Regions from separate parts of the Mus musculus genome. Here regions 2, 3, 4, 5, 6 and 7 are each linked to region 1. The links are chromatin contacts, called in public ChIA-PET and HiChIP or PLAC-seq maps. All regions are on one chromosome and are shown on one strand. Each heading gives the region's core, a stretch centred on a gene start, on an enhancer-like site or on the middle of the called end of the contact. The rest is flanking DNA. Distances are from core to core; before and after follow the strand shown. Region 1 holds the start of Ube2n (ubiquitin-conjugating enzyme E2N). Region 2 overlaps Eea1 (early endosome antigen 1). Region 3 has its middle 53 kb from the start of Gm40744. Region 4 overlaps Eea1 (early endosome antigen 1). Region 5 has its middle 20 kb from the start of Gm24433. Region 6 overlaps Gm29684 (predicted gene, 29684). Region 7 overlaps Gm33377 (a long non-coding RNA gene).

What was found. HiChIP or PLAC-seq counts read pairs in DNA pulled down with a chosen protein or histone mark. ChIA-PET counts read pairs in DNA pulled down with a chosen protein or histone mark.
Region 2: a contact with region 1 is called in a CTCF HiChIP or PLAC-seq map of the NIH/3T3 cell line, with 7 read pairs. The contact joins the enhancer-like site here to the promoter of Ube2n in region 1. A contact is called at or near these places in 8 of 39 promoter capture datasets (the 3T3-L1 cell line, 3T3-L1-derived adipocytes, the C10 cell line and 5 more), 1 of 15 datasets of contacts at CTCF or cohesin (the NIH/3T3 cell line), 1 of 484 Hi-C or Micro-C datasets (bone marrow-derived macrophages), 16 of 115 datasets of contacts at active chromatin or transcription factors (the 230-238 cell line, the SCID.adh cell line, bone marrow-derived macrophages and 11 more) and 3 of 9 other capture datasets (adipose tissue, macrophages and pancreatic islet).
Region 3: an H3K4me3 HiChIP or PLAC-seq map of the SCID.adh cell line shows a contact between it and region 1, with 11 read pairs. The contact joins the enhancer-like site here to the promoter of Ube2n in region 1. A contact is called at or near these places in 5 of 39 promoter capture datasets (the 3T3-L1 cell line, the C10 cell line, cranial neural crest and 2 more), 1 of 15 datasets of contacts at CTCF or cohesin (the NIH/3T3 cell line), 19 of 115 datasets of contacts at active chromatin or transcription factors (the 230-238 cell line, the SCID.adh cell line, T-cell acute lymphoblastic leukemia and 14 more) and 4 of 9 other capture datasets (adipose tissue, embryonic stem cells, liver and 1 more).
Region 4: a contact with region 1 is called in an RNA polymerase II ChIA-PET map of memory CD8 T cells, with 24 read pairs. The contact joins the enhancer-like site here to the promoter of Ube2n in region 1. A contact is called at or near these places in 3 of 39 promoter capture datasets (the C10 cell line, cranial neural crest and hippocampal neurons), 1 of 15 datasets of contacts at CTCF or cohesin (the NIH/3T3 cell line), 1 of 484 Hi-C or Micro-C datasets (bone marrow-derived macrophages), 10 of 115 datasets of contacts at active chromatin or transcription factors (the 230-238 cell line, the NIH/3T3 cell line, bone marrow-derived macrophages and 5 more) and 3 of 9 other capture datasets (adipose tissue, embryonic stem cells and macrophages).
Region 5: an H3K4me3 HiChIP or PLAC-seq map of bone marrow-derived macrophages shows a contact between it and region 1, with 2.3 times the contacts expected there. The contact joins the enhancer-like site here to the promoter of Ube2n in region 1. A contact is called at or near these places in 4 of 39 promoter capture datasets (cranial neural crest, embryonic stem cells, hippocampal neurons and 1 more), 1 of 15 datasets of contacts at CTCF or cohesin (the NIH/3T3 cell line), 17 of 115 datasets of contacts at active chromatin or transcription factors (the 230-238 cell line, bone marrow-derived macrophages, craniofacial prominence and 13 more) and 2 of 9 other capture datasets (liver and pancreatic islet).
Region 6: a contact with region 1 is called in a FOXA1 HiChIP or PLAC-seq map of pancreatic cancer cells. The contact joins the enhancer-like site here to the promoter of Ube2n in region 1. A contact is called at or near these places in 3 of 39 promoter capture datasets (embryonic stem cells and pre-B cells), 2 of 15 datasets of contacts at CTCF or cohesin (the NIH/3T3 cell line and large pre-B cells), 10 of 115 datasets of contacts at active chromatin or transcription factors (the 230-238 cell line, the SCID.adh cell line, bone marrow-derived macrophages and 5 more) and 2 of 9 other capture datasets (macrophages and pancreatic islet).
Region 7: a contact with region 1 is called in an HNF4G HiChIP or PLAC-seq map of pancreatic cancer cells. The contact joins the enhancer-like site here to the promoter of Ube2n in region 1. A contact is called at or near these places in 8 of 39 promoter capture datasets (Sertoli cells, embryonic stem cells, liver and 4 more), 1 of 15 datasets of contacts at CTCF or cohesin (CD8 T cells), 3 of 484 Hi-C or Micro-C datasets (B cells, bone marrow-derived macrophages and nephron progenitors), 21 of 115 datasets of contacts at active chromatin or transcription factors (the 230-238 cell line, the NIH/3T3 cell line, astrocytes and 13 more) and 3 of 9 other capture datasets (adipose tissue, liver and macrophages).

Annotation. Positions count from the first base shown.
Region 1 is chr10:95,513,193-95,517,579 of GRCm38.p6, reverse strand. It overlaps Ube2n (ubiquitin-conjugating enzyme E2N), which reads right to left and starts at 2,418. Exons shown (of 4, transcript NM_080560.3): 1 at 2,343-2,418. The coding sequence starts at 2,372. Gm46239 (a long non-coding RNA gene) reads left to right here and starts at 3,324. Exons shown (of 2, transcript XR_001779843.2): 1 at 3,324-3,380.
Region 2 is chr10:96,014,104-96,018,490 of GRCm38.p6, reverse strand. It overlaps Eea1 (early endosome antigen 1), which reads right to left. Exons shown (of 29, transcript NM_001001932.3): 14 at 282-485. Among named protein-coding and RNA genes, the nearest start is that of Eea1, 76 kb to the right of the region's middle. Within about 2 kb of position 2,515, at least 85 of the 459 cell types and tissues checked have an H3K27ac peak or open chromatin away from gene starts, as enhancers often do. A contact at or near this core is called in the NIH/3T3 cell line, bone marrow-derived macrophages, embryonic fibroblasts and 1 more, where this site is marked.
Region 3 is chr10:95,012,342-95,016,728 of GRCm38.p6, reverse strand. No RefSeq gene overlaps it. Among named protein-coding and RNA genes, the nearest start is that of Gm40744, 53 kb to the right of the region's middle. Within about 2 kb of position 2,623, at least 53 of the 459 cell types and tissues checked have an H3K27ac peak or open chromatin away from gene starts, as enhancers often do. A contact at or near this core is called in the SCID.adh cell line and adipose tissue, where this site is marked.
Region 4 is chr10:95,969,154-95,973,540 of GRCm38.p6, reverse strand. All of the region lies in intron 1 of Eea1 (early endosome antigen 1), which reads right to left. Among named protein-coding and RNA genes, the nearest start is that of Eea1, 31 kb to the right of the region's middle. Within about 2 kb of position 2,415, at least 83 of the 459 cell types and tissues checked have an H3K27ac peak or open chromatin away from gene starts, as enhancers often do. A contact at or near this core is called in adipose tissue, bone marrow-derived macrophages, effector CD8 T cells and 3 more, where this site is marked.
Region 5 is chr10:95,916,572-95,920,958 of GRCm38.p6, reverse strand. No RefSeq gene overlaps it. Among named protein-coding and RNA genes, the nearest start is that of Gm24433, 20 kb to the right of the region's middle. Within about 2 kb of position 1,913, at least 16 of the 459 cell types and tissues checked have an H3K27ac peak or open chromatin away from gene starts, as enhancers often do. A contact at or near this core is called in bone marrow-derived macrophages, where this site is marked.
Region 6 is chr10:95,117,075-95,121,461 of GRCm38.p6, reverse strand. Gm29684 (predicted gene, 29684) reads left to right here. Exons shown (of 4, transcript NR_131146.1): 4 at 1-880. Among named protein-coding and RNA genes, the nearest start is that of Gm29684, 27 kb to the left of the region's middle. Within about 2 kb of position 2,326, at least 30 of the 459 cell types and tissues checked have an H3K27ac peak or open chromatin away from gene starts, as enhancers often do. A contact at or near this core is called in the SCID.adh cell line and pancreatic cancer cells, where this site is marked.
Region 7 is chr10:95,862,979-95,867,365 of GRCm38.p6, reverse strand. The region is part of intron 3 of Gm33377 (a long non-coding RNA gene); the gene reads right to left. Among named protein-coding and RNA genes, the nearest start is that of Gm33543, 22 kb to the right of the region's middle. Within about 2 kb of position 2,430, at least 57 of the 459 cell types and tissues checked have an H3K27ac peak or open chromatin away from gene starts, as enhancers often do. A contact at or near this core is called in the NIH/3T3 cell line, Sertoli cells, adipose tissue and 4 more, where this site is marked.

The DNA of each region.
Region 1 (4,387 bases), core at 1,169-3,668:
TTGGGGTGTTACTCTGTTGAATAGCACATATAAAAGCTCTTCTTTTCTTTTCCTCTTTTTTGTTTGTTTGTTTGTTTTTATTTTTTGGTTTTTCGAGACAGGGTTTCTCTGTGTAGCCCTGGCTGTCCTGGAACTCACTCTTGTAGACTAGGCTGGCCTCGAACTCAGAAATCTGCCTGCCTCTGCCTTCCAAGTGCTGGGACTATAAAAGTGTGTGCCACCACTGCCTGGCAAAAGCTCTTATTTTCGACTCAATCCCCAAAACTAGAAAAAGAATTTTTTTTAACTGATAATACAAAAAATGAATACCAAAAACCAAAAAACCAAAACCCTAATCTCTTAATCTGCCCTAGTGGTTTGGAAAAAAATAGTCCCTTAAAGCTAAAAGTATTAAAGTCAATTAGTATTAAATAAGTATAATAAAGTACTATAAAGTGAAGATTATATATTACAGCATGGGTTTGCCACTATCTTGTTTTAAATAAGCAAAAGGAAATGTATACTTAAGCATTGGGTGCCAAATGAATTGAAGAGCACTTGAATTTTCTGCTGTAAAGCATTTCTGTAAGCTTATAACAAATATATTCCACAGAGTTTATTTTCTCAGTCAAGGCCTTCATATTACTGCAGAGTATCAATATCAACTGTTCAGTTTACTGGGCATTTTACAGAACTGTATTCATTATCAATCTCTGCTATGTCTAGTCAATAACCAAAGTAACAAATAAAAACTTGATGGCCTGTGAAGCGAAGCAGCCATTTATCAAACGGAATCTTGGTTTACATGATCACTAGTGGCTATGTGCATATATCAGAACTAAACTATATTCGGGATCTTCCAATGCCCAAAAACCTACTTGGAAATGTTCTAAGATTCATAACACAGCAATAAACATTTGTTTTAAGATTCCAGTGCTCGCTGGGCAGTGGTGGCACACGCATGCTTTTAGTCCAAGCACTTGGGAGGCAGAGGCAGGCAGATTTCTGAGTTCCAGGACAGCCAGGGCTACACAGAGAAAAACCAATAAATAAGTAAATAAATAAATAAATAAAACAAATTTAAAAAGGAGATTCCAGTGCTCGTGGAAAATGTATTCTTCCTTTGTAAGAGTTTTTATCCTATGAAAGGGCTTGTTTTTCTAATTCAAGCACCTTTCTGTCAATGACACCCCAGCCTCACAGACATTTGTGACTGCCTGAAGAACTACAGTGTCTCACACCCTTCAAAGAGGCCCTCCACTTACTTTGTACAAATCTCCCCTAAAACTTTGGAAGAGTGGAACAATGCTATAAATATATGTTCAGTGGATTACAGCAAGCAAAGTGAAGCTTCAATTTGAGCACTTAGCTGGCAAACTGGGCAGTGCAAGATTTTTTTAACCAATTTCCTACATTAAAAAAAAAAACAGATGCCAAAAAATGTTAAAAATTTAGTTTTCTTGGGTTATAACACTATGAAGACTTAATGGTGTTATGTAAAGATTTTAGGAAATCAAGATACGAGGTTTATACCCCCGTGGTTCCTTATGTATTTATCAAAATTCAGTATCCCTAAAGAGCCCCAGGGCCGCTCAAATAAGGCGCACAAAAGCTGAGAGGCAAACTGTTTCACAGATCATCCCCATAACCGAGGCCCTTGAGGCCCTTGCCTCGGAGAAGAGAACAGTCTCCAAAGAGTTAGCCAGCCGAAGTACAATCACAGCGCTACCCAGCAGAAACACCGGGAAGCGAACGCGGAAGCCAGGGCAACCGGGCGGCCAGCCCCGGACGTCGCTAGGAGGTGCGGGGCAGCCAGGACCAACCTGTGCTGTCGCCGGCAGAACCCCGTGGCCCTCCCGGAGCGGCCTCTCCCGGCCCGCGGCCCCGCCCGGCTCTCGGGGTCGGTCCATTCATTCCGCACCCGGGACTGCCGCAGCCCCGAGCCCCTGCGGAGGAAGAGAAGGGAGCTCCGGGGCAGAGCGGCCGGCCACGGGCCACCACCCGCGCCCAGAGTCCAGGCCACGCCGCGATTCCCGCCCCGCGGAGGAACAGAAGCCGCCGAGGCCCGCACCGGTCCCGCGCCAGAGCCCGAAGCCCGCAGCCCCGCCCTCTCCCGGGCAGCCGCCAGGGCCTCCCCGGCCGCGGCCGCACCGCCCGGGCGTCCCGCTTGTCCGGCGTTCAGAGGCGGCCGGAAGTCTCCCCGGCGCCCCCTCCTCAGCGCCCGACTTCCTCGCCGCCGAGGCCGGACCCTTCTCCGCGATGCCTTAGAGAGGCCTCTCGGAGGCTGCGGAGGGAAGCGGACGGCCGCGCGGCCCGGCGCGCCGGAGCAGAGCCAGTGGCCCGAAGCCCGCCTGGGCGGTTACCTTGATGATCCTGCGGGGCAGCCCGGCCATCTTGTCAGATCCCGAGTTCGGCCTCTGCTCTTGTCTCCGGCTCCGCTCTCCTCACGCTCGAGTGGAAGTCCCGGGCTCCACTTCCGGGGAACGTCGCCGCGCCCGCCTGTCGCTACCTCCGCCGAGGCCCCTCGGGAAATGTAGTCCCTGCTAGGACGCGGGCTTCCGACAGCCTTCCCTCCGACCTGGTGGCCCCCTCCCCCGCGCTCCCCGCCCCAACCCCAGCCGGGGGTGGCGGAAGTGACGCTCCGCGGCGGGGCAGGGACTTGGGGGGAGGCGGCGCGAGGCGGCGCCGAGCTTCTTGGCCCGTGGCAGAATCGGCAACACTGGGCGGCCGGCGTCCACGAGCGAGCGCTGTACGTGCGACCACGCCTGCGTCGGGGGGCGACGTAACAAAGGCCCGGCCCCCGACGCAGCCCATTCATTCATTCGTTCCGTTTGTTCATTCAGCGTGTCCGCAGTGCGCGTGGCGGGCTGGCGCTGCAGCGGTTCCCTGCGGACAGGGCAGGCGGGTCGCGCGCTCCTCCTCGGTGGCGAACAGGCCGGAAGTCAATACCAAAGCTTCTAACTGGGAATAACGCTGCTTGCCAAGGACCACACACACACCCGCGACAAAAAAAATTTTTTCTAAACGTTTAAATTTCACATAAAAAAGGGGGCCTCTCTGGCGCTCCCCAAAAGAGAGTTCGGAACAAGGGAGGAGGCAAAAGGCACGGCCTCTAAACGCCTGGATCCTGCAGGATATTTAATCTTTGTGGTTGTTGGTTTTCCTGAGAAAGGGCTCCCTATGTAACCAAGTCTGGCCTGGTGCTCTCTATTCTGTACGCACCGAGCTGACTTGGAACTCGTGATTCTCCTGCCTCTGCCCCCTGAGTAGAGCTAGGCTTGTGCCACCACTTAAGGTTGAGCCTAGCAATCGAGATTTACGTGCTAACTAGAAGAAGGATCTGATTAGAGTGTAAGGGTCCATGCATGATTCGCTGAAGAATGATACCCCAGACCCAAACGGTATGTAAACGCAGAGAGGGCTTTATTCTGCAGAAGTCCAGCTTGCTAGGGTCTCTCATTCCAAGATGGAGACCTGGAAGTGAGCTCACAGTTCAGATTTAAAGCACATTAGGGGTGTGGTGGGGACATGAGTGGCTGAAAACTGTTGCTGAGGAAGTCTGGAAACTACTGCTGACCCACTGTCCTTGCTTCAGGCCAGGTGGTGGGGCAGCTTCTGAGGCCTGGACTTGCCTAGTTCTTAGAAACAGGGATTTAGGCCTCGTCTTCTGAATTGCCAATTTGAAGTCAGCCTAGCCTTCTCAAGGGGATAGAAAAGCCTGTAATCCCCAAAGGCGTTGGATTACTCATAGAATGAGGGCCCTAAAAGTGGAGGTGTCTCACAAGGATCGCTGGGTGTTTCCATTTCTTTTCATGTTGCTGTGGTAAAACACCCTCCAAAAGCAACTTAAAGGAAAAGGGTTAATTTTAGCCCCAAGTTGCATCACAGGGAGACAATCCCAGCTGGTCACATCAAATTCATAATCAGAAATAGAGTTGGGAGGCAGAGGCAGGCAGATTTCTGAGTTTGAAGCCCGCCTAGTCTACAGAGTGAGTTCCAGGACAACCAGGGCTACACAGAGAAACCCTGTCTCAGAAAAAAAAAAAAAAAAGAAACAGAGAGCAATGAATCTTACATGTTAGTGTTCAGCTTTCTTCATTTTTCCTGTTTAGAATTAAGATGGGTATCCATCAATTAAATCAAGACAGTCCCCACAGGCAGGCCCAGAGGTGTTTCTAGATCTTATCAAGTTGATAACACTAACTTATGGCCGGTGCTTTCAGGAGTCAGATCCACTGGACTTGGAGCTAAGGAAGGTTGTGAGCCACCTTGTGAGTCCTCTGCCAGAGCAACAAGTACCCATTACTGCAAAGCCATATCTCCATAGCTCTGTTCACGAGACTGCTGTTTAGATAGACTTAACATTGTCCAAGGTTATAACAAAATAGTTCAGCTCCTTTCCCAGGCA
Region 2 (4,387 bases), core at 1,266-3,765, 500 kb before region 1:
TACTCAGTAATAGCAAACATTTGATTCTAACATTTAACTTATTAATTCATCACTCATTTCTTTTTTTAAACATCCTAGGACATGAACTACACACATCTTTTATCAAAGCACTGTACAGGCCTTCAATACATAGTGACCTACCTTGATGATAAATATATGATATAAAAAATAACATTTTAAAACAAGTAAGAAAGGTCAGGATCATGAATTTCCTTGACAAACAGCTGCCATAGCTCCCGGGGACTAGGGTAAAGTTAGAACCGTCAAGTTCACAAGCATACCTGCTGCTGCAGTGCATGATTTTTCTCTTGTAACTGGTTAAGAACAGCAGTCTCTCCTTCACCGGCCTGGATTTTTGCATAAAGATCTTCTCTTTCCTTTTCTAGTAAGGAAACGCTTTCTTTACCCTTCTGCAGCAAGGCTTCAAGGTTCTGGATCTTTTGGTCCTTATCTCCAATCTGACGTAACACTTGCTCCAAATCATTCTAAAAGAGTTAAAATTACTATTTTAAGAATGGAAAATTTAAAAAGTTATTCCTTAAACACAAAATGACTAATTGTAAATTTAATTGTTCAAAGTATTAGTCCTACATCTTAAAACAATTACATTTTCTTGTAGCAAATTAATTAAAACCACGTATTTAATAAGTCTACATTATTTATAAGCATAAATTTAGCAAAACCATTTACACCACCTTTTCCTGAGACTCTGACCTTATTTCCTACACTGCTGGCCCTTTTCAGACACATGGGACTCACTCAGTGACAACCCTGGCTCACTCCTACCTCCGGGCCTTTGGACTAGTGACCACTGCCTTAAATGTTTCCTAACACCCAAGTGATTCCCTCCCTCCTCTCCAAATGTTTGCTCAAGTGTCACCTTCTAGGTGGAGCTGTCCTGCCCATGCATTTCCACCCGTAGCCTTTTGCAACAGTCTCTATGCTGGTTTCTCTACTGTACTGCACTTAGCTCAGCACAGTAGAGCTTAGTTATTTCTCTCATGTTTATTTACTTCCTTCTACCTCCCACTACAACATAAGGCACAGAATATAAATACATTGTCTTTCTTCTTCATTAGTATATATCCAAGACACATGACACTGTTGCTCTGAAATAAACACTGAATGAAAACAACCAGTGCAGCTGGGTGTAGTGTGGCAAACACCTTTGATCCTAGCACTTAGGACACAGAAGCAGGTAGATCTCTGAGTTCCAGCCAGGTCTACAGAGTGAGTACCAGGACAGCCAGGGCTACACAGAGACCCTGTCTTACACTGGCCCTCCCCCGGCCCACCCCCACATCACTGCACTCTCACACATATATACTTATGCAAGCTTACTTCTATGCCCAGTAGGACTCCTCTAAATCAGCAAAGCCCTCTTCTTCCTCAATATCCTGCAATAGATGACATCTGCAACATCTACTTTCTACCCAGAATACAGCCCCAGCTTTACAGGTAGGCCATGCAGTGTTAGCGGCAAGTAGGCACCAGCATCTTGAATGATTTAAAAGTTGATCACTGTCAAGTGGGCTTCTCATTTCTCTAAGCTTCAGTTATGAAGAATGACACCACCTACTTGCTCTCAGCTTTTGCTCCGGCCACCAAGAACTCCTCTCACCACCTTTGACTACTCTTCTGGCATCCAAGTTCCCCAGGGCAAAGCTTTCTGCAGAAGTCACGGTTTTCATTCTCCATTGAAATCAGGTTTTCCCTTCCCGGATCCTGTTTACCCATCTCCCTCTCTAACCGGCCATCAGACTAGTCCTGTAGGCAAGCAGAGGAGGCCGCCTACCCCTGCTTTTGTCACTGCCATCCTCCTCGTAGATAAGCCTGTGCTGGTTTGGAAGTGTGGTAAATCTCCAACCCAAATAAGCCCAAGCAATGAAAACACAACTCGATTAATCTGAACACAGGCTTTGCACCTAGATTGGGCAGATCTACCACTTCACTACTATTTTCCCCATATAAGAGACCCCTTAGAACTTGTGCTTTCTCCAGTCCAGGTGCTTCTGCTCCACTTTCCTTCCTCCTCCTCCTCTGTCATCCCCACTTTCTTTCCTTTCCTCCCAAAACCTTCAGCTCCACCTTCCCCTCTCTCTCCACCCAATCACTGGCTCTAGCCTTTATTTACAAATTAAGGTGGGAAGCAGGTTTACAGGAAATCACCTGAGTGCTGACTCCTTCCTTGTTCACAGCCCCTCCCAGGAGAACGGAGTTACCATCATCTATGATTAGCCCAGGGCTGTCTGCAGCATTGCCACCCTTGACAGTTTATTGCTACCTGTAAATCCCTGAAGTCACTCAAGAAGTAAGACTTGATGATTTAGTCTTTGTCTTATTCTCAATTTCTGCAAACTTCCCACAAAATATAAAACACAGACAGAATTAACAGTGCACTCTCAACATTCATATTAACTTAATTCCTCACCAGAACTCATTCTATACTGCAATCACACAAGGATTTTGCAATAGTCTGAAATCAGGAAAACTAAAAAGTATGACTGTCTTACTCAGTGACCACAACTTCCTATCTGCTGATTGCATGACCTCATCTTCAATGCCTATCACTTCAGTCTCCTTCCAGCTGATTCATGTTAGCCTAGCTTTTCTTTCTAAACCTCAAACTTTTCTTGTAGTTCATTTCCTGTCACCTCAAAATACCCCAGACAACCACCCCACAAAATACCAACTCCAGATCAGTACTGCAATCTGTCCCTTTCCTCCCATACTTCTGAAAAGTGCTAGAATAAAGGCACAGATTTCCATAGAGTGTCTGAGTTCCACTCGCCAGTAACCACACAGAATAATCATCTCAGTGGTTTTATTTCCAGCTGTGTCTCCACCTACAGTTAACTCTGAGACACCAGGTAAGAAAACCCTCTTAGCTGTTGACCTCTACCAAAGTTTTCATTTTCATTTCTTTCCTACTCTTAACAGTAAAATCCCAGGGTAACCTACAGTTATACAATCCAGCTTAACCCCCATCGCCTTGAAATCCTATCAGGTGTTCATCTCTGCCAAATTGTTCTTACCAAGGCCCAAAACCTCCATGTTGCAAATCTAACAAGTATCTCAGTTTTCTTGAGCTAGGAAAAGAAATATAAACTATTTTTACAACTTAAATGTAAATTATATGAAAAGCGGGTAGAAACTAGAGGAAAATTTGGTTTAGGAAGAATTTTTGAGAAATAAAGAGATATGTAGGAATAGGTTTCTTGTTCATGACACTTATTAAAAAATGCTGGAAGATAAGTGACTAAAGGAATCAGATGATAAGACACTATGGTACCTCCACAGTGGGCAGTATATGTGGGCTTATCCACTGAAGCTCGAAAGACAGAAGGAAGTGTCAAGGGTCACATTCAGACAGAGGAGGCAAATATGGGCACAGGCAGACACGGTGCAATAGGAAAAAGAATAGAAAGTCAAGGTAGATCACTTAAGAAAAAAATCTCACATATCAGGATGTAATTGTAGGTAATAATAGGCCAGGATCAGCCAGGCAGGGATTCAGAGCTGGGAAGAATGCTGAAGCTTCAAGTAGTTACTGAGAATGTTAGAGTGAGGACGTCATGTCAACAAAACCCACTGAGATGATGATTCTGTGTGCTTACTGACGAGTGGAACTCAGACACTCTACGGAGATCTGTGCTTTTATTCTAGCAATTTCAACTGGTGCCCAGGCAAAAATCCTTAGCCATCCTTCCCTTTCCTCCCCAACGTGTTTTCTGGTCATGAAGTTTTGTTGCCGCATTAGAATTCCAAACTAAGACACCAAGCAACCCTGGCATGCACAGTAAGCCTCACACAGCACTTGCATGCCTCCCACCCTGACCCTCCTTCTGGATGTGACTACGACACTCAGATAGCTGTGCATCCTGCTTAATTACCATGGGCGCTGTTTGCACCATCAGCAAGCATCCACGGCAGCAGGCACTTTGTATGTTTTATGCACAGCCATAGATAGACACAGAATCAGTTCCCTGGCTGAGAATATGGCTCAGTACCGAACATATAGAGGCAATACTATTTACTGATTAAACACAGAAGGGATACATGAATCCAGGATTCTGTCTCTCTCTTTGTCTGACTCTTGTGTCATTCATTCATCAAACTCAAAAAGGAAAGATTACTTACTGCAGAAATGCCTCACTGTCCCCACAGACACCACAATTATCCCTATATACACACACCACTAGATTGCATCCCAAGAGGGCAGGCACTGTGCCTCTATATGTTCGGTACTGAGCAGTGTCTGACATCCAGCACTCGGTAATATCCAATAAATGAAAGAAAGAAGGTATAAACAAATATGAAAGGCAAATTCATTTCAAGCCTGTATCCTCTCTCACAAAACAAAACTAAACTTCTTTAACCTTCTAAG
Region 3 (4,387 bases), core at 1,374-3,873, 500 kb after region 1:
GGGCAGCCCTGCGCTGAGCTGTGAGTGTGTGGGCGTCTGTCTGCTCCAAGTGCAACACAAATCACAATGTCTCTGAACTATAGAGTCTTTGATGACCAAATAACAACACCTGACCCTACATATCACAAAGGTTTCATGAAGGAAGATCATGTTAGAGAAATTACATGAATATAAGATGGAGTAGGCACAGATTACAATAAAAATGACATGCAAAGGCATATACCACAATCCCAGGCATATTCTACTATATCCCATTGTGTGGTTTGTGGACCTCCTTCTGTACTTTCCTAAGAAAATACTGCTCTGGACCTGGTATCAGCCCTGTCTAGCCCATCTCCACCATCCAAGACATCCCTATGTCCAACAGAGTTTGGAGCCAGCCATCCCAGAGTTAACTCTGATAAAAAATTAATAATGTCACCAGACCCTTCACCTTCAGAGAGGTGCTAACTTCTAATACACATGAGGGACTGGACTTACAATGTCTGACTCCTCCCAATGATTGAATAGGACATTCAATCCATGAAGACAGCTGAGTTAGGCCACCTATCAAAAATTTGAATAGGTGATGTAAATTTTTACACGTGCCCCTTCTGAAGAGACATCTTTAATATGGAGGTGAATTCTTAATGTTCTTTCCTCGTCTCGACTCCGATTCCGGCAGAACACTCACCCTTGGCATCTCTCGGTACTTTGATAAATGGCACAAAACAGAGGGCTCGCCGCTTTTATGGCTGCATTTCAGCCCTTCCCCCCGCCCCCCACCATTCCATCACGAGAGCCAAATGAGCTACCACACCTGCAGCACTGATCTCACAGTGTCCGGCACGGGTCCAGAGGACAGTCCGTCCTAGTGGCGAGCAGGCTTTCAAGTTCTTGATGCAGGCCTCAGATAGTTCCACACAGCAGATGGGAACTGGGAGTTTCTAAACCCTCTGCCTGCCATCTACTTAATTCAGATAATAGGCCTGCCAGATGGCTACCCGGTCCTAAAGTTTTAGCTGGGCAATTCTCCATCCCCTCGGGAGACAATAAGCGTGGACACACGGGTGCTCCAGAGACCATTGGAAAGAGCTGGGAATGTGGCAGGGGAAGAGGTCAGAGGATATCCAAGGATACCAGCAGCTACCAGCCATTTGCCAGAGACTTCACTGCAAGGGAATACACTCACACTTAGAGTCAAGTGCTGTCCCTGCAAAGGAGCAACCTAGAGTCACCCTTACAGTGGGTATCCTGCTGTCTCCTAGGGTTACCTTTACAGCGGTGTCCCATTGTCTATTATGGTCACTCTTACAGTGGGTATCCATTGGCCCCTAGGGTTACCCTTACAGTGGGTGTCCCATTTTCTACCAGAGTCACCCTTACAACATGTGTCCCAGTGGCCCCTAGGGATCACCCTTACAGCAGGTGTCCCATTGTCTACTAGGGTCACCCTTACAGTAAGTATCCCATTAGCCCCCAGGGTCACCCTTATAGCAGGTGTCCCATTGGCCTCTAGGATCACCCTTACAGTAAATATCCCATTAGCCCCTAGGGTCACCCTTACAGCAGGTGTCCCATTGGCCTCTAGGATCACCCTTACAGTGGGTGTCCCATTGGCCCCTAGGGCCACCCTTACAGTGGTTGTCCAGTTGGCCTCTAAGGTCACCCTTATAGTGGGGTGTCACCCTTTCAGTGGGTGTCCCATTGGCTCTTAGGGATTGGCCCATGGAACTTAGCTGGAACAGAGATGCTGCAGGCAAAGTGTCTGAGGTGATCTCAGGAAAGCATCAATCACCCTTTTACCCAGGAGATAAACTTTGAGAAAGGCTTGGACTACAGTGTTTATATCAAGGCTACCTCTACACCCGGGGGCAGGACACCCTGACAGACAGCCCGTTTACATCACTACTTGTTCTGTTTACTGTTTTAGTGTCCATTCTGGAATGCCCTTCCTATGCCTCCCTCTGCTTACCCATCTTCCTCACAGATCACCCCCTCCAGGCAGTCTTCCCAGACCACTCAAGACCTCACTTGCCTCCCACTTCTCCAAAAGCTCCGAAGAATCATCTTCCTTGCACTGATCTATGCACGTGACTCTCACGCCTCTTGTTCAGTTTGATGGCAGGCCTGGCACCACACCTGGCTGCCCTTGCTTATCCAACCTCATTTCCTAACCCACCGTAGAACCACAGTGGGTGCCTGCTGTCTCGTTAGCATAAGTTGGGACATGCAGTCTTTAAAAACTAAGTTGGGTAGTACAGTAGAATTGGTGGAAAAATTAAAAATAAGCTTCCTCTTGAATGAACGATGAGAGGTGAGCTTTGGGGACATCATTCTGTGCCTTTAAAAAAAAAAAAAGTATAAAATGCCCCGCACTTCGGAGGCAGAGGCAGGCAGATCTTTGAGTTTAAGGCCAGTCTGGTCTACAGAGTGAGTTCCAGGATGGCCAGGGCTACAGAGAAACCCTGTCTCAAAAGAACAAATCAAAACAAAAAGTACAAAAGAAAGGGAGAAATCAGATGCAGGTTGCAAGTTCCTGGTGACATCAGCTTTGGCAGGCCCTGATGGAAAGTGACCTTGCCAGAGCCCTGCTCCCCCATTCAGTTGGAACACTTTCCACTAACGGTATTAATCTGGCCTTCAGTCTGAGGCAGAGCTGCCTGGGCCAAGCCCTCCTGCTTCAGTCCAAGTGATGAATCAGCCCCATCTCCTAATGCCCTCAAGAATTAGAAGAATCGGCGGAGGAAGAGAGAGGCACAGGGCACCATGCACACCCTCAGATGGACAATAGAAATGACGGAGGCCAAGACCTTCGGTCTCTTTCCATCTCTGGGAAGCCTTTCCATTAAAAACATTTTCTTCTTCTGTTACATCCATGTTTTTTCTTTTTGGTTTCCTCTTGTCAGCCTCAGCCCAGAGGAAACTTCTCACTCCCCACCTCCAACCACGTACTAAACACCGTTTCCTTCCAAGGGCTTCTTCGTTATTTTTTTCTTCAACTTACAGCTAGATTGCTTGGCATCAACCGAGAAAGCCTAGTAACACTCTGGCGTTCCAAAAGCAGCCCAGAAGATCAGAAGTATCCGCCGCATCTACCTCCTGGACTCGGCACGATCAAACGCTACGCTCTCTGAGAAGACATTGGGAGTAGTAGAAATGTTAAGTTTGTTTTTTCTTTTTTCTTTCTTTTTTTTTTTTTTTAATTTTAAAAAACCTAAAAAGACACCTTAAAGGAAGCAAAAGACAGACACAGCCAAGAAGCAAGCAAATCTGATATTCTCTGAGCTGAAAAACAAGAGCCAAGGGAATTCTATTCTTAGCAGAGACTTAGCCAGCTCCATTCTCCAGGGGTGGGGTGGGTTGCAAAGAAGGCTACAGTGCCCTCTGTCTGGGACCTGTCAGCATGTAGCCTGGGGGCTTGGATTCATTCTCTCTCTCTCTCTCTCTCTCTCTCTCTCTCTCTCTCTCTCTCCCTCCCTCCCTCCCTCCCTCCCTCCCTCCCTGTCTCTCTCTCCCTCCCTCCCTGTCTCTCTCTCCCTCTCTCTGTTTTTTTTCTGTTCTCTCTCTATATATTCTTCTTTTTTTCTCTCTTCCAAATGGAGTTTATTTGTTTAACAGTCCTGGAACTCAATCCACAGACCAGGCTAGCCTTGAACTCACAGAGATCCACTTGCCTGTCTCTGTATTCCTCATGCTGGGACCAAAGGCGTATGCTACCACACCTGGCTTAGCTAAGGTTTTTCATTCATGGTTTTTTGTTAGTCATTGTACAACCTTTGCAATGTCTGATTATCTAAAAAGAACATGAGAGCAGGGAGCTCAGTTGACTTCACCACAGTTGTACAGTTTGGAAATGGCATCAGTAAAGATGCTAACTAACCCAGGTTCCCTTTTCTTAGCCTGTGTCTTTATAGTTCGTCTTTCCGTATCAGATTTATGTTGTTTCATGCTCAAAGGCTTTGACAGCCAGATCTGTCTAACACAGAGGTTGGTTCTCAAAGCTGAACACCATAGGCCTCCTAAAGATGTGTTCTACTATGTTTGGATACATGTCTCCCAAAGACTGGCATGCTAAAGGCTTAGTCCCCAGGCAGTGCTATCACTAGGAGATGGTGGGACCTCTAAGAGGCAAATTCTTCTAAAAGAAAGCTGGGCTTTTGTGGAATTGCCTTTAGCCAGCCTGGCACAAACAAAGATCTTCTAAAAAGAAGACAGCCTCACCTTTCTTTGGTTATCACACTATGGAAACAATGGTCCCCAAGGAATTGGATCCCTTGGAGCCTCTCACAAGATGAAGGAACAGGCTGAAGCATAGTGCCAGCCAGAGGAGGTTTCATATCATCCTGTTATCTTATCTACCACCTTGTAAGGGAGAAAGGACCAGAAACAATGAGTCTATAATGGG
Region 4 (4,387 bases), core at 1,166-3,665, 460 kb before region 1:
TGATCTTCTGATTGCTCTTACATTGCTGTTTCCTGCATGAACTGGAAAGTACAGGAGTGAAGGAAAATGTGACCCACATCATCTAGTCACCCACTATATTCATCTACTATTCAGGCCAAAGGTAGATGCCTCTGACACGTACTATGATACCACAAAGCACACACTTCATAATTCCAGCAGCATTTACCCTCTAACATTGTTATCTATTAATACCTACTTGTAAATGGACTTAAAATTTAGTAAAACGCTTTAAAACAAGATTCAAAGCACAAGACCTACTTGATAATTGCCCTCATATATATATATATATATATATATATATATATATATATATATGCACACACACACACACACACACACACACACACACACACACACACTATATAATACATGCTTCCCACTTTACCCAAGCCTAAAAGAAGGCACAGAGGCTAAGAATCCTGCCAAAGTCAGTTGACTAATAAATAGAGGGAAAGGTTTTCATTGGAACCATGAGGTTCTGAATCACTGATTAATACTGCTTTGCTTCTTTCTTAGAAACCTCTATGGAAATGTACAAGTACCCAAGATTAACTACATGTTTGCTTCAATACACAAAAATAAAAATATTATACTTAAAATAAGACAAACCAAATAGTCCACATTACTTTTTATTTCCTTTCTTGTCTATTGTACATGATCAGTATATATTTGACCTAAATACCAATCAGAAGTAAACTCCTGTCAACCTGAAAATTAAATGAGATAGCATAAGATAGCAGGTATGGTGGCACATAACTAAAATCACAGCACACAAGAGGCTGAGGCAGGGTTACTGCAACGTACAGGTCAGCCTCAGTTACATTTTCACATTCCCTCTCCATGAGTGTGCATGTGTGTGTATGTGTGTACATATATATAAATATATATTCTTATTTTATAAATATGCTTATTCATATGCATTATAATTATATAAGATCTACATAACAATGTTAAAAATATTTCAAAATGCAAATAACGATTACCATAACAAGACACAATTGCAAGGGTTTTAGGTTTTAGTTTCCTCAACTTTTGTTTTTGCTATTGTTTCTCACAATTCTAATCACACTTACTTTTATATTTAATAGTATTATACTTAAAACTAATCAGACAGTCTACATTCCTTTTTATTTCCTTATTTTTATACTTCACATGTTTATTTATAGTTTTTGTTCTTATATAAATTGAGACACGCAGGAAATGACAAAAGGTAATTAAAGTCATAAGGAAATCCCCACTCTCTTCTTAAACACTGTCACTCAAAGTAGTACATGACATTAAATTTTTCTTTTCTATGCTGGGAAGAGATTAATCAAATGTACCTGGATAACAGTGGGGAAACTGGAGCTGGAGAGATAGCTCAGCAGATAAGAGCACTTGCTACTCTCGAAGAGAACGAGGGTTCAGTTCCCAGCACCTACATGGTAGCTCTCAGCCATGTGTAACTCCACAGGCTTCTAACACATATGCAGTCCACATAGATACATGCAGACATTCATACACATAAAATAAGTATAATAAACAATGAGGAAACTGAATGGCTTGAATTAAAAAAAAAATACAAGAGGAACATTCCTAATGTTAAAATCTGGATGTTCTAAAATCCTATGGTGGTACAAGCCTGCAATTCCAGCAATGGGAAGGCTGAGGCAGGAGCATACTTAGGCTATATTAGATTCTATTCAAAGAGAAATTTAAAAGAATAGCAAGGGAAAAGTATAAAATTTCACAAAACTATTCCACACACAAAATTATTTAAAATGATATACAGAACTGCCCTCAGTTTAACAGTATACTGTGTACATAAACTATAATTCATGCTTAGGCTTTGTCCTTCTCTCCGAGACACTTCATTTACATATAAGCAAATCTGAAACCCCAAACATTTTCAATCTCAAGCCTTTTCAAAAGGAGACATTCACCCTGTACTTACCTCTGTTAGCATCCTCAGAACCTATTCCAGGTTCTGGGACAGTCTGGCTAAGGAATGACAAGGAAGAGTCATCGTCTTGTGTTTAACTATTGTTTTAACACAGAGAGCAGGAAGATACCAACCCAATTCAGAAGAACACCCTAACGGTGGCATGAAGGATAAAGCAGAGGGCAGGAGTGGGCCATACGAGAAGAGTTGCTACTGTACCCTGAGGCCTATCCAACCAATTGAGAAAACACAGAATTTTGAAAAAAAAAAAAATGTTAAAGACAAAATATTTAAAAGCTAATCTCTGGCCAAAGATAAAAGAAAATGAGAGGAGCTATATAAGGTGTATCCATTTAGTTATTAGTACCAAGACACACTATCCAAAATGATGGCTATTTGTGTACTTTCCATTCCCAATAAGCCAGGCAAATGGCAAGGAAAACATAGAGAAAGGAGGTAGGGAGCCGACTCCACTGCAGGGTAGGGCCGAGATAACAACCACGGTGCTTTCACTTTCTCCTCAGGCTAGTTCTCAGAATAAACACAACTATCTCTGACAAAATTACTCAGCTAGTAGAAACAATAGCACACTGAAAAACTATAAAATTAAATTCAACTAGTAGACACAATAAAGGACATCTGTATCTATTCCACTTGACATCTCCAGTTTCTTTCTGCCCACAGGGCTCAGCAGACTGGGCCTTAAATCTTTGTCCCCAGTGTGAAGGCTACCTTTCTACTGAGAAATTACCCTGACAAAGTCAGCTAAATATAGTTTAGGGAATGACCAAAATAGAGTGGTGCTGATGACAATGATGTCACTTCAAAGAAGAGAGAGAGAGAGAGAGAGAGAGAGAGAGAGAGAGAGAGAGAGAGAGAGAGAGAGAGAGAAGAGAGAGAGAGAGCGCCTAGGACTCTTGAAAGCCCTTAGGACTCCATCTGATATTTCTGATATGTCTCACTGACACTTCAGATGCTCAAGATCTGTCCTTGGGCAAAAGTTGGGCTCATCTTCCTGAGTAGAGAGCAGGGTCAGATTTTGATCTAGGGTCTTCATTCTGCATAGTTAAGGCAGCACTGGAGTAGTGGGGGGAGGGTGGCCGTAGGTCTGCACTCATTCTCTCTCCTCGCTTGTCTCCTTCTTTTTGTCTTTATGACCTTTCTGAGGCATCTGTGGGTTTGTCTGGACCAAGACAGAGCAGATTCTTCTGAAACCTCAGCCATATGACGGGTGATTTTCCAAATGGCTCTAATGATGATGCCTAACTTCTCTTCAAAGGATTGTTCTCCCAATGATGGAGTTTCTCCTCTATATCTTGAATAGTTGGTAACAGGTTCAAGTATTCAGCGATAAGTATTGGGAAAGAGATTGTCACTGACCTATACCACTGATGGTATATTGATCTAAGGTTTCTTCTATTCTGGACTTATGAGAAAGAGGTAGAAATTTTTCAGAAGTAGAAGCCTCAGATTGCTCTCCTTGTATGAGGGCTAAAGTGGTGGTGCTTTACATTTAAGACACCTATTTTAAAAAAAATGTCTCTAACCTGGTAGCCCTGCTTGCCCAAGGACAGAAAACTTCCAGGAATGCCAGGGGCTACTGATCCTAGAAGGTAACAAGGCCCATGTTTGCACTTCTGTAAGTATGGCTGGCTGCCACAGCTGTACAGGATGCGCCTGGTCACACATAGGCTGGAGGTGTATTGACAGGAAGTACATCAGGATGTATGCCTGCCTCTGATTGGACAAAGGCAGGAAAGGCCTTGTGGGGTTTGCCTTTATAAGTACCAGACTAATATGACTTGCAGCCATTCTCTGGAAATCCTGGGTATGGACCTGACTGGTGTCCATCATCCTGAACAGTATTTACTAAAGCTTGTTTTAAATTTGGCTCAGAAATTATGGTAATGGTCTTATTTTCACTTAGTGGGACTTGCTCTCGAGATCTCTGATTTCCTAGTACAATGAAGGAATAGACTTTGATCTCCTTTTTAAAAATGTTAAAACCTAACTTTCCAAAACTGTCTAAACTTATTCAGAGTATGTCTTTACTGTATTCATTGACTGCCCATGAAATATTTACATTTGAAGTATAATTTTCAAGCTTTTAATTTTCTATTTTATGTTTTGTTAATGACTCATCCAAAAAGTAATTAAAAATTTTTTCCCACAATGATATACCCAAAAAACCAGGTTTGGTGATGCACACATGCCTGTCATGCTACTATGTTGGGAGGCTGAGGAAAGGAATAAAAAGGTCAAAGCCAGCAGAGGTGTCATGAAAAGAAGCATGTTAAGAGCTCTGATCCAAACAGCACTTAAGAGTAAAAAGAGGAAACCAGACAATTCTGTCCCAAACACAGGTCAGTAATGCAAAGACTTTGAAATATTAAAAAGGAAAAACTGTTTTCAAAGTAAGAATTCAGATCATCAAAAATAAAAAAC
Region 5 (4,387 bases), core at 664-3,163, 400 kb before region 1:
TCAGATATTTACATTATAATTCATAATAATAGCAAAATTACAGTTATGGAGTATCAACAAAAATAATTTTATGGTTGAGGCCACCACAACATGAACTGTATTAAAGGGTCCCAGCACTCGGAAGGTTGAGAGCCACTGAGACCTGGGCATATGTTGAGAGCCCCTCTTTGTGTTATAACAAGATCTATGTTAGAAGACCCTCTTTGAAACATAGGCTAATTCTTTTGGGGAGGAGCATTTATTTGTCTCACACTTCGACAACATAGTTTATCACCAAAGGAAGTCCAGGACAGGAACTCAAACCTGAAGACAGAAGATGAGGCAGATGACCCATGGAGGGGTGCTGCTTACTGGCTTCCTTATCATGGCTTCCTCAACCTGTGTCCTTCCTTCCTTCCTTCCTTCCTTCCTTCCTTCCTTCCTTCCTTCCTTCCTTTTCCTTTCTTTCTTTCTTCCTTTCTCTCTCTCTCTCTCTCTCTCTCTCTCTCTCTCTCTCTCTCTCTCTCTCTCTCTCTTTCTTTCTTCCTTCTCTCATATATTACATCTCAACCACAGTTTCCTTTCCTTCCCCTCCCCTTACATTTTACTCTTCCCTCATCCTTGCCTCACTTCTCCCCCAGATTCACCCCAACTCTGCCTCCTTTCAGAGAAGACCTCCCAGGAAACACGGCATAGTAAGATACAAAAACACCCAGCACATACCATCAAACCTGGACAAGGCAACCCAGTAGGAGGAGAAGGGTCCCACAAGTAGAATAGAGTCAGAGACAGCCCTATTTCCACTGTTAGGATTTCCACAAGAACACCAAGCTATCCAACCATAACATATATGCAGTGGACCTCGGTCAGATCCCTACACACTCTCTGATCTCTGCAAATTTCCATGAGTCTGGGTCAGCTAATTCTGTCAGCCATGTCCTCATGGTGTCCCTGACCCCTCTGGTTCCTCCCATCCTTCTCCCTCTCCTCTGAAGCACTCTTCACAATCAGCTTCATGTTTGGCTCTGGGACTCTGCATCTGCTCACATCCATTGCTGGATGAAGTCTCTCCGGTCTCTTTGATGACAGTCTTGTTAGGCTCCAGTCGCAGCACACTCTGCGGGCAGGACAGACTGTAGATCAAAGGTTTTTATGGCTGGGTTGGTGTCCCAACCCCTCCACTTGAGATCTTGTCTGGTTACATAAAATGGCTGGTTCAGGCCTCATGTTCCCCATCACTAGGGGTCTTTGTTAAGGTTACTCTTGTAGATTCCATGGAGTTTCCATGGTACCAACTTTACCCCTTGTCCCCTAAAGTCCCCCAATTCCACTCTCATTTCTCCCAGTATTTTCACTCTCTTCCCCCACACACCTGATCCCTCCTTCTCAACCCCACCCATCCCCACACCACGTGCAAAATCTATTTCCCCTTCTCGGGGAGATGTTTGTGCCCCGGCGCCACCCTTGGGTCTATGAACTGAAGCATGTTTGTCTTTACTTTACAGCTAATATCCACTTATAAACAAGCACATACCACCATGAGCTAGTTCTTCTGTGTTGTTGTTATGATCAGAGAAGGATTCTAAATTCTTGAGCAACAGGAAAATTCTAAACTATATCCATATAAGTCTAGCGAGACCTGGGTGTAGGGATATAATAGCTGGGAAGTCAAATGATTACCTGGCATGGGCAAAGCCCTGTGTTCTACTCCCAGCAACACAGAAATGTAATGGCAAACCAAACAAAAATGGTCCTCACTTCACGGCACAATCTGAAAAAGTAGACAGGATTTGATTTCCCAGTTTGCTTTCAAGTAAAGCGCTTAGAAAAACTCCATGGGAGTTTTAGCCAGTGCAGTGCTCTCACCTACTGCTCTTCCTCAGGCAGGCCTGCCTGGCAGAGCAAATTCGACCATCAACAGAAGCAAGAAATTCAAAACATTTCCCCAAACAGCAGAAGATGAGGAAGCAGGCCATGTTGACACAGCAACTAATTCCTTACAAATGCCAAGGAAACAAGGGGACTGCTGCGTTCTTTAACATTCCAGATCTGTGCATCATAGGACTGCAAATTTGTTTATTGCTGTGTTTTATTGCCTACAACCTAAAAGACCTGTAATTGATATGTTAAGGTCTGTGTGTGTTCTGTAATTATTGGCTTTAACTCCAGTTACCGATTAAAGATCTGCCTGCTGGGGCCTTAAGGAAACCCAGGGTAAGGAAATGACAAGGTCTGAGGACCTACTGAAGAATTGGCAGGAAACATTTCTATGTTGTTCTCAGCCAGAGTGGGAAGAAACAATAAACTAAGAACTATGAGTGATGAAACAGGAGGGAGAGGGGGAGGGGGAAGAGGGGGGGGAGAGGGAGGGTGAGGGGTTGATTTACTACAGCAAATTGGGCCCAAGGAAAGAATGTAAAAATACACGGAGCATTGGGGGGTTGGAGGGTTGTTTGGCTCTGTGCTTTAGAATATTTGCTGCTCTTGCAGAGGACCCAAGTTCTTAGTACCCACTAGGTGATTCACAACTATCCATAACTGCAGGTGATCTAACACCTTCCGTAGACATCCAGCAATTGCATGGTACACAGACATACCTTCAAGCAAAATATTTATAAACATAAAACTAAAATCAAATGTGGGCCAGTGAGATTGCTCCACAGATAAAAGCACTTGCAGTGCAGGCTGGGGAACTGAGTTTAATCTCTGGAATGCTGTTGGGACATTTCCTCACCTGTGTAAAGGTGTGTCTCTGTATTTTCAATTGTTAATTGTTGGGCCCTGCAGAGAGCACAGTGCTGGCAGGATCTTGGTATTTCTACTGTCATTTCTATAGACCATCACCAGCTTTCTATATGTAAATCCTTGTCCTTTATCCCCTGACCAAAAGTTGATTCTCTGAGGTTATCATATTAAAAAGAAAGGTGCTGCCATGAAGGTCAACCCAAAGAAATGGATCAGGAGTGGTCTTACTGCAGATTGGCTCAGACTGAAGTATGGAATTTTATAAAATAAAAAGCTGACTGCCTGAGGTAGGTCAGGAAGAACTGGAGCAGGACTTCTGGGCAGGCATAGATAGACGCTGGCAGACTCAGGGAGATGAGGAACGGGGTAGAAGAGAGATGGAAGGAATTAGAAGCAGGCAGCGAGAACCACATAGAGAGACGGCATGGCAGAGAAGTCAGGGTAAGTTAGTAGCTAGCGGAGACTACCCCCAGTAAAAGGCCAACAGCTTAAACTCTATAGATGCTTCTAGGTCTTAATTAAACCTCAAGTAGATGCACAACAGAACTCATGGGGAAAGGACAGATACAATGACCTGCATCTGTAATCCCTGAGCTCATGCTGTCAGGCAGGAGGCAGAAACAGGAGAGCTGACCTATAGCATCTCAGGCCAGGGAGCCAGGAGCACACCACCAGGGAGAAACAAGAAAGACCTTTCTCAACAAGGTTCAAGGTGAGAACTGACCTCTACACACATATGCTGTGGCATGCATATGCTCCGCACACAGGCATGTATTCATGCATGTGCATGTATATCCACACATATACACAAACACACACCCACAATTGTTTAACCTGCTTCTTCCAGGCATGTGGGATCACGAATCATTTGCATCACACTGAATAGGACTCGTTGTATGTGCCAGAATTCAAGGATGATACATGTAAAGTATGTGCCCCTATTAAGAGATTCAAGCTCACACTATGTCTTGCCAGAAGGAAGGAAAGGAGAGGAAAATGGAAAAAGAGAGATAAGGGAGAAAGAGAGGAAAAGGAGATTGGTTTTCATGCTAACTTCAACACCTCAGTAAGTATAAATTGGTTAATCGTCTTTTCATAGTGTAGTTAAAGCATTGATTTTCAGCTTAATTGTGCAAATTAAGTAAAAATAAGCATTTACTTAAAAAGCATGGTAATAGCTGAAAACATAGCAGCATAATAAGACTTGAAAAAGCAATGCTGGCCTGCTATTGGCTTTTGTCTTTAATGCTAGCATTACAAATTAATGTTACAAAATTGCAGAGGAACAAACCCTTGATTCTTTTTCTCTTCAAAATTCAATCTTCCAGGTTGTGTGGATTTAATTACAAGTGTGTTTAACCACAAAAACATTTACATTTATAGACCACAAACACCCTGCCAGGAAATATAATATAGAATAGATATTTAAAAGAAACTTCTTAAAACAGAATGCCCCAAGACAGAACATCATCCTTTGTAATTCTTCATGCGTGTATTTTTTAATTCTTCCTTGGCTTTAGGTGAGTCTTGGGTGAAAATACTGAGAAGGGGGTCACAGATCTGACCCTACGATCACCTACAGGCTTGGACCTTCAGATTTCCCATCTTCCATCAATAGACCTTTGCACAGGACCATTTTGCAACCCGTTGCACTCCTGCCTCT
Region 6 (4,387 bases), core at 1,077-3,576, 400 kb after region 1:
CCTATGTAATATCTTCTGAAACAAGATTTTGATAACTTATCAATGAAAATTCAATATTGAGTTGGGAGAGCAGGGTGAGATGCATGTGCTGCCACAAACCTATAATCCCATGGCTCGTGAGGCCGAGGCTGCAGAATGAGGGCTAGAAGCCATACTAGGTTACATAACACGTTCCAGGGTGGCCTCGGTTACAGAGTGAGACTCTCTCAAAAAACAAGTCAAACAAAATATACACACAAAGAAGAAAAACAAACAAACAAACAAACAAACAACACACACACACCAAGTTGTAACCTGTAATTTAGATATGAAGGTCACAATGAAATGGCTAGAAAGAGATTTTTGGTTTTTTGTGGTTTTTTTTCCAGTAATAATACAATCTCAGGGGTCACAGTATGAGCGAGCAAATGTCCTGTAACAAAATTATCTTCATGTGTAGGCATCCACTAAAGGAAGTTTTGAACTTTCTCTGATTGGTCTGACAGGCATGCAAATAGCGATTCTGTAGTCTCTGAAATATTTTGCATTATAGCTGAATATGAAAGAAAAAATGATTAATTTACTCCTTAAAATTTTTTATTGTATTTATTTATTGGTGGGGGCATGCCAAGGTGCACACTCCAAGGTCAAAGGACAGCTTATAAGAATTGGTTCTCTCCTTTGACCCTGTGGGTCCTGGAGATTAAACTCAGGTCATTTGGATTGCATGCCAAGTGTCTTTATCCACTAAGCCATCTCACCAGTCCAAGAGTAATTAGTGATCAAATATTATGAACTTATACTAAGTTACCATTATATTATGAAGTTTATAGATTTCCTATTATTGTTGTTATTATATACATATGTGTGTATATAATGTGTGTAATAAAATGTCAAATGTAAATGTATGTATTATGTACAGTATACTTTGGGAATGATCATGTGAAAGATATTTAAGTTTCCAAAAGCACACATTTTCCCAAGGATACTTTTCAGCCACGTTCATGAGCCATCTTTGCCACTCAGTTGCGAGAATCTCAGAGAGCTTAGCCACCGCCCTGCTGACTGCTACCGCTCTGCCTCTGCCTGGCAGGTGGACACGCTCCTTGGGGTATCTTCAATGAAACTGTTCCCCACAGGTCCAGGTGTTTGAATATCTGATTCCCAGTTGGTGGAGCTATTTGGATAAGTTTAGGGTGTTTGGCTTTGCTGGAGGAAGTGTGTCACGAGAGAGGAGGGCTTGGGGTAGGGGTTGAGGTTTCAAAAGCCATGTGTCATTCACAGGTCAATAATTACACAGGTCAATAATTACATTCACAGGTTAATAATTACAGATTAACTTGTAATTATTAAAACAGAATAAGGCACCAGCCAGCCTTATTTCTGCCTCGTGCCTGTGGTTCAAGATGTGAGCCCTTAGCTTCAGTTCTGGATGCCGTATTTGCAGCTTACAGCCACATAAGGCTCACACCATGACAGACTCTTTCCCCTCTGGAACATGAGCTAAATAAATCTTTTCTTCCATAAGTTGCGCACTCATCATGCCTTATTACAAGAATAGGAAAGAAACTAACCCCTCTACTTCCCGAGGCCCTTCCTGTACACATATCTCCTCTCTGAGACATTATTAATAGTCTTACTGCCTCCCTAGATCCTGGAGGAGAAATGTAGTCTCCCCTTTCTTGAGTCCTACAAACGCACAGCTCCTCACGATATCCTTCCTTATTTTACCCCTCAACTTTACATAGATCACATGGTACAGAATGCCCCAGGATATTCAGCTAAGGCTTAAGTACGGTTCAGATATTTTCCTTGAATGCTGAGGATGTGGCTCAGTTGATAAAGTGCTTGCCTGGCATGCACAAACCCCTGGGTTTGATACACAACAGTATATAAACATGATGATACATATCTGAGTTCTTCTCTGCCAACTGTTTGTATGAAGTCTTACTCACCACCCCATTCTCTTGCCTTGGTACAGGCTGCTGGGTGTCAGAGCCACCTGCACTTACAGCTCAAAGCTAGAACGCTGACCACAGAGTATCTCAGTACCCAGGGGTCACACTTACCAGCATGGAAGAAGTCCCTTGACTTGACTGCCACACATTTTTTTGTCTAGCAGATCATTAGGACCCCCAGGGGTGGATGAATCTCCCACCATATCCTCAGCTGATGGATAATACCCCCATCACAGAAAAAAAAAAGAAAGAACAAAAAACAAATTGAAGGAGCTTTCTTCTTCCTGGTGGTGCTTTCCAAATCTATCGTTCAAGCTGTGAACGTATGCTGTCACTAGTGTGTCTCAAGGTACCTTTGAAAGCAGTCAGTAGACACTGCTACACTGCTACTTTCTCTTTTCAGCTGTTCAACCCTGCTGCCCAGACAACATTACAATGACCTCATGTGAACAGTGGAAGGGCCACGAGATGAAGGGAAAGGATTCCAGCTATGGGTTCAGAGCATCTGTGCTTTTAAAACTGTAGCCCCTCCTGGCTCTGCTCCTAGAGATCTCGCTAGCGCCTTGTGAATGTGGTGAAATCTACAGATGTGTGTGTGTGGGGGGGAGGGGGGTTCAAAAGGCAGAGCGTAGCTTTTCCGGAGTTAAAGGTCTGGGCTCCTCCTGCTCTGAAGGTGGGCTGCATCTTAAGGGAGATGAGAATTAGACATAAAGGGTTAGTGTTTACTCACGACCCATGAACTTGGGAATATAAAGGGGCTACTGCCTTAACACTCCAACATGGGGGCGCAGGAGCCTGAAGGGTTATGTAAGGAGAGAAGAAGGTGTGGGCTAGGATCTAAGTCCTCTTCTCTGAAACACTGCACTGAGTGTGTAACCCCAGGGGGCAGCTCTTGCAATTCTCCTTTTGAATTGTTGTGCTTTGTGTTACTTAAGACATAGACCCAAACAATATGTTTCTATGAATCTGAAGAAAAACTTAACTGTTAACATCTTATTCATCTTCATGGAACTTTTTCTCAGAACTTAGAATGCTCTGGAAAAAGAAAGGGGATGTGAAGAAACAGGGAGATGAGAGCGGGAGAGGAGGGAGAAGCAAAGGAAACTCCAAGGCCCTTCATCAGGCTTGCTCTGCTTGCAGCCCCACGGAGAGGAGCAGCTGTGCTAAGAGGCTCGTGTGTGTGTGTGTGTGTGTGTGTGTGTGTGTGTGTGTAAGTGTTGTGTATATGTGTGAGAGTGTGTGCATGTGTGTGTATGTATATGTGTGTGAGTGTGCATATGTGAGTATGTATGTTTGTGTGTATGTGTGTGAGTGTGTGTTTGTGTGTCTGTGTGTGAGTATGCATGTGTGAGTGTGTGTTTGTGTGTATGTGGGCATATATGTGAGTGTGTGTATGTGTGTGAGTGTGTGTATAGATGTATAAATCTGTGTGTGAGTGTGTAGATGTGTGTGTATGTGTGAGCATGTGTGAGCATGTGTGTGAGTGTGTAGATGTGTGAGCATGTGTGAGCATGTGTGTGAGTGTGTGTGTGAGAGAGTTTCTTCCTTCTTCCTCAGTTTTGCAGCCCAGACTTTTGCCCATCTGGATGCAAACCCTGAAGCTTCCAAGCCTCCAGACTTGGCCTGAACCCAGACCAAAGAAGAATCCCGTTGTCTTATATCTGCTCTCACACTCAGGTTGGGGATGGATGAAGAGGACTTTCCCTTGAGGGTGATGAGTTCCTGGAGAGAAATACACTTCCGAAAAGCAACGTCAGCATGATTTATGCAACAGCCCACTGCCAGGCTTCTTTCATTTCTCTCCAACTCTGAAACACAGGCTAGAGGTTACTGCTTATCTTCCATCCCAGAAGGAGACTCTGATCAGAGGAGAGCTTGGTATTATGCCAGGATCTGAATTGGAAACCACAGCCTTGAGACGATGCCAACTGGGCCAATTAAGAAGGTGTTGACGACGCTTCCCAGGAACGGGTTTCTAGATATTTTAACTTTGATGGAAAAGTTTAAGCTTCTAAAAATCCCCAAGAACCTCATATTTTCCAGGGACTAGTGCCTGGACTCTTAAAGGCTTCCAAGAAAACAGGATTCTCAGAAGCCCTTTCGACCTTCAAGCTCACTGGACCAATCAAGAAGTATATGGAAAAACAAAAGCAAAGAAAACCAGGCCTTCTCATACACCCTGAGAGACTTAGATGAGTTAAGTGTTTGAAGAAAAAGCTTGCTGCCAATTAGGACAGTGTACTGGCTTTGAGAAGTGAGCCTCATCCTGTTCTCCCCACTTTTGGCTGCCAGGTATGGCAAGGTTGGTCAGCAACAATGTCAGCATAAGGGGCCAAGATTAGCACTGCCTCCCCCTGGAATGTTCTCAGAATTCTGGCACGCTTACTAACCTTCTTCAAAACTGGCATACACTGGTAATTACAATCTAAAATGCAAATGCCCATAAACTC
Region 7 (4,387 bases), core at 1,181-3,680, 350 kb before region 1:
ATCTTGACACTGTGTATCGGACAGATGCTCTACTTACTGTACTGAGAGAAAACCTCGACTATTTGAATATCCTTGAAACTGTCAAGACAAGCTAAGAAACAAAGAAACATCAGCTCCCATGTCCCCAAGTCTTTTTCTTTACTTGGCAAGTAGGAAGGTAAGCAGAGGAAGGTAAGCCAGAGAACAAGCCCACGGCTCCCCGTGAAGTCCCACTATCATCCCATGGCTCCCCGTGAAGTCCCACTATCATCCCATGGCTCCCCGTGAAGTCCCACTGTCATCCCATGGCTCCCCGTGAAGTCCCACTGTCATCCCATGGCTCCCCGTGAAGTCCCACTGTCGTCCCATGGCTCCCCGTGAAGTCCCACTGTCGTCCCATGGCTCCCCGTGAAGTCCCACTGTCGTCCTATGGCTCCCTGTGAAGTCCCACTATCATCCCATGGCTCCCTGTGAAGTCCCACTATCATCCCATGGCTCCCCGTGAAGTCCCACTATCATCCATGGCTCCCCGTGAAGTCCCACTGTCGCTTCACACTTTCAAGCAGACAACATCATGATGGCCATTCCTGCCTTTGAGCGGGAAGCTGGGAGTTTCTACAGAAGGGGTTCCGAAGTCAAGTAAAAACTTCCTCCCTAGCAGGCCATGGTGGCACAGGACCAATAATCCCAGCATCGGGAAGATAGAGGAAGGATTGAAAGTTCAAGACCAGCCTGGGCTACATGGTGGTGAGTTTCAGGCCAGTGTGGGATGCACAGCAAACCCTCGTCTTAAAATGAATTTAAAAAAAAAAAAAAAAGAAAAAAGAAATAAATAAAAAGTGAAAGTTCTGAAGCTTCACAGAGAGAAGAAATGAGCAAATGCTCAGGCTACTAGATGAGAAGAATATGAAAAAGGATTTCATTTATACAACTATATTTTAAAAATTATGATTGTGTATATTGTGATGAAGGATGTGTGTGTGTAAGAGAGAGACAGAGACAGAGACAGAGACAGAGAGAGATCTGGACAGAGGTGGGTACACTCGCTTGGTTCACGTGTAGAGTTGGCTCTCTAGACCTCTACCCTGATTCTAAGAATTGAGCTCAAGTCTTCAGGCATGTGCAGCAAGCCCCTCTACCTACTGAGCCATCTTACTGGTCCAAAATTGTATCTTTAAAAAGCTGGACATCATTAGGTAAATCTAGTAATGAAAGCAAGTTAGTATATATCTCAGGCCACTTGCTGTTGCTATAACTGCGCACTGCAGACAAGGCTACTTTAGAAAGAATAAAGGTTTGCTTCGCTCCTAGCTTAGGAGGCTGTGACCCCAGGCAGGGGCTGGTATATGGAAGAGCCCTCTTGCTGCTTCCTGCTGTGGTTGTTGGAAGTCATCACAGGGTCAGATAGAGCAAGCCTGCTAACTCAGAACTCTCTCCTCCCCATGCTGTTCTACCACTGCAGGGCCCTCAGAATCATGAGCTCATCCTAGCCTAACTATTTTCCAAAGAACCCACCTCCTAAAACCACTGATGTCTGCTTCTAAGATGTGAGCTTCAGGAGACACATTCAATCCACACTACTGTGTTGATATCTGCTGTGTAGAAATTAGTTACTTCTGATTGTATTTATCCAAGGCAGTAGTTTAACAAGCACATTAGTCTACAGGCACATTTTTGCTAATTTTAGAAGATAAATATAAACACACACACATACACTCACTCACACACACACATATACACACATACATGCACACACACACACTCATACACACACATATAAACACATACATGTACACACTTATATACACATGCATGCACTCACATACATACACATAAACTCACACGTAGGTATACACACACTCACACATGTAGGTATACACATACACACACAGAGACACGCATATACACACATACACACATGTGGACATATACACACACGCATAGGTATACACATACCCATACACACATACACATGCATACACACACTCATGCACATAAACACACACTCACATGTACACACATACACACAGGCAAACACACATGCATACACACACACATGATTACATACACACATTCACCCATATACACACACAGACAGACACACATACACACATGTGTGCACACGCACATGCACACACACGCCATCCAAGAGACGAACAGTTGCAGAATGAAATACACTCAGACATTTCCAATTGCGTTTGGGGCCCCGGTTCAGTTCACCCCTTGCCCCTCTGTTCCAGCCTCTTTCGCCTTCCATCTCTTTCCATTTTATTTTTCTCATCGTGTTTTGACAGGTGAAGTTGCTCGTGCAAAAGCCATGTAATAAAATACAGGAATGCCACCTTTGCCTCCCTTGCCTGCTGCCGCAGAGCGTGTGAAGCCTGTGCCCTCTACCCTTCAGAGGAGTGCTGGAGTGGCAGGAGGCTCATGGAGCTGGAATGCTGTCTGTCTCTCTCTGGCCTCTCTGCCCGGAATGTGCTCCCCACCCTAATCTCCACTGAGACCAGTGTGCAAGCACTAGAGGCTTCAGCCAGCACAGACATGACACAGCAAGGGGGACAGAGGCTGGAGGCTGCAATCAGCCCATCCTATTTATTTAACTGCAAACTTTGTTCTTTAGTTTTTATAAAAAGCTTCATTGTTACATTGAATCCAAAGGAATTTAGCCTTTAACCTGCAGTTTCCAACTCCTGGTGCTAGCAAACTTTCTTTTCTGATAAGGGGACCGCCTGATGGAATTTTCTTCTTTTCTCTCTCATCCTGAAGGTGGGGCAACCCACTGAGATGTCTTTTGGACCTCGATTCTTATCAACTAAAATAAACACAAGGGCTCTCTGGTAATATATCCACGCAACAGAAGCTCCTGGTGTAATAAAACACAGAACATACAAAGAACGGGATCAACAGGCTTTAGTTTAGGGGTGTGTATGTGTGTGTGTGCGTGCGCACCTATGTATTTTCTACATTTCCCAATCTATCTAATTATTTTCTTTCTCCATCTGTTCCTAAGAGCCCTTTACTTATTGTAGGAAATTTCATACATTGATATAGTGATTTTAGGTAGTTTTCATGCCCCATTCCCCTCTCATCTTTCCAACAAACCTCATACTTCAATGTCTCCAAGGCTCAGAGAATATAGTACCAAAGAGGAGACAGAAAGACTCTAACAGCCAAGTAGTTATTTTATTTTTTTAAAAAGGCACAGGTTTGTTTTGTTTATCTTCATCCATATAGCCAGAACATGGTCCTTCATTTTCCTCTAAGGATCACAGTGGAAAAGGCTCAAGCCCTTTGTAATGACTGGGTGCCTATATCCCTGCCAATTTATACTGAAATCTTTATATTCCCCACCCCCTACAAACACACACAGGTGATGGTATTTGGGGGGGGGGGGCTTTTGGATGTCATTAAGTCGTGAGGAAGCCACTTTCCTAAATAAGACTCTTATAAAAGAGACCTGATTCTACTGTGGAAGTCAAGTGAGAGGCGGTGCCCCTCATCAGATACTGGGTCTCCTGGGATAGTAATCTGTATTATGTGTGTGTGTGTGTGTGTGTGTGTGTGTGTGTGTGATGAAGTTTGTCAGCTCTAGAAGATGAAGATATTCCTCCCATTGCTGTTTTTCACTGAAAGCTTGAGAACCAGGATCAGTTATGGGACCAGTTGCGCATGGCAGTGCTGGACAGAGAAGAAAGAGAAGTAGGCCAGAAGGGTTCTCCCTGTCACTCCTGGAGGAGGGTTCTCCTAAACTGACTTCACCAGGTCTTCATCCTCCTTAGAACCCTAGTTCCTACCTAATTTATTGAGTAAGATACGTGTGTATGTGTGTGTGTGTGTGTGTGTGTGTGTGTGTGTGTGTATTAAACTGATGGCCTGGGTTTTGTTTCCTTTTTCAACGCGTGTATGTATGTGCATGTATGGCATTGTGTATGTGAGTGGATGTGTTTGTGTGACTGTTGTGAGTGTGGAGGCCAGAGGACATCCTCAGAAACTCTGGAGAAAGTATCTGGCCAGGAAGCTCCAGAAATCCTCCTGCCTCTGCCTCCTCAGTGCTGGGATCACAAATGCACACCATGGTCCTGCGCAACTTCATGCGGGTTTGGGAATTGAACTCAGGTCCTCGTGCTTGTGAAACAAGCATTTTACCAACTGAGCTAACCCACCCCATGACCCTGCTTTTGTTTGCCATTGTATAACAAGTTGTCACGAACAGCCACTTGAAACAGTTTTTCCTGATTACATCTTAACTCTTATGGGTCCATTATCTTAGCTAAAACCTCTTCTTCAAGCCTTAGCAGGATGAAAACAAAGATGCAGCTGATCAAGTTGGCATCCTCAGCTGAGAAGGACTTGCCTCTGTAATTCCCCAAGTTACTGAATTTACTTCCTTGCTATTAAAGTCATAGTA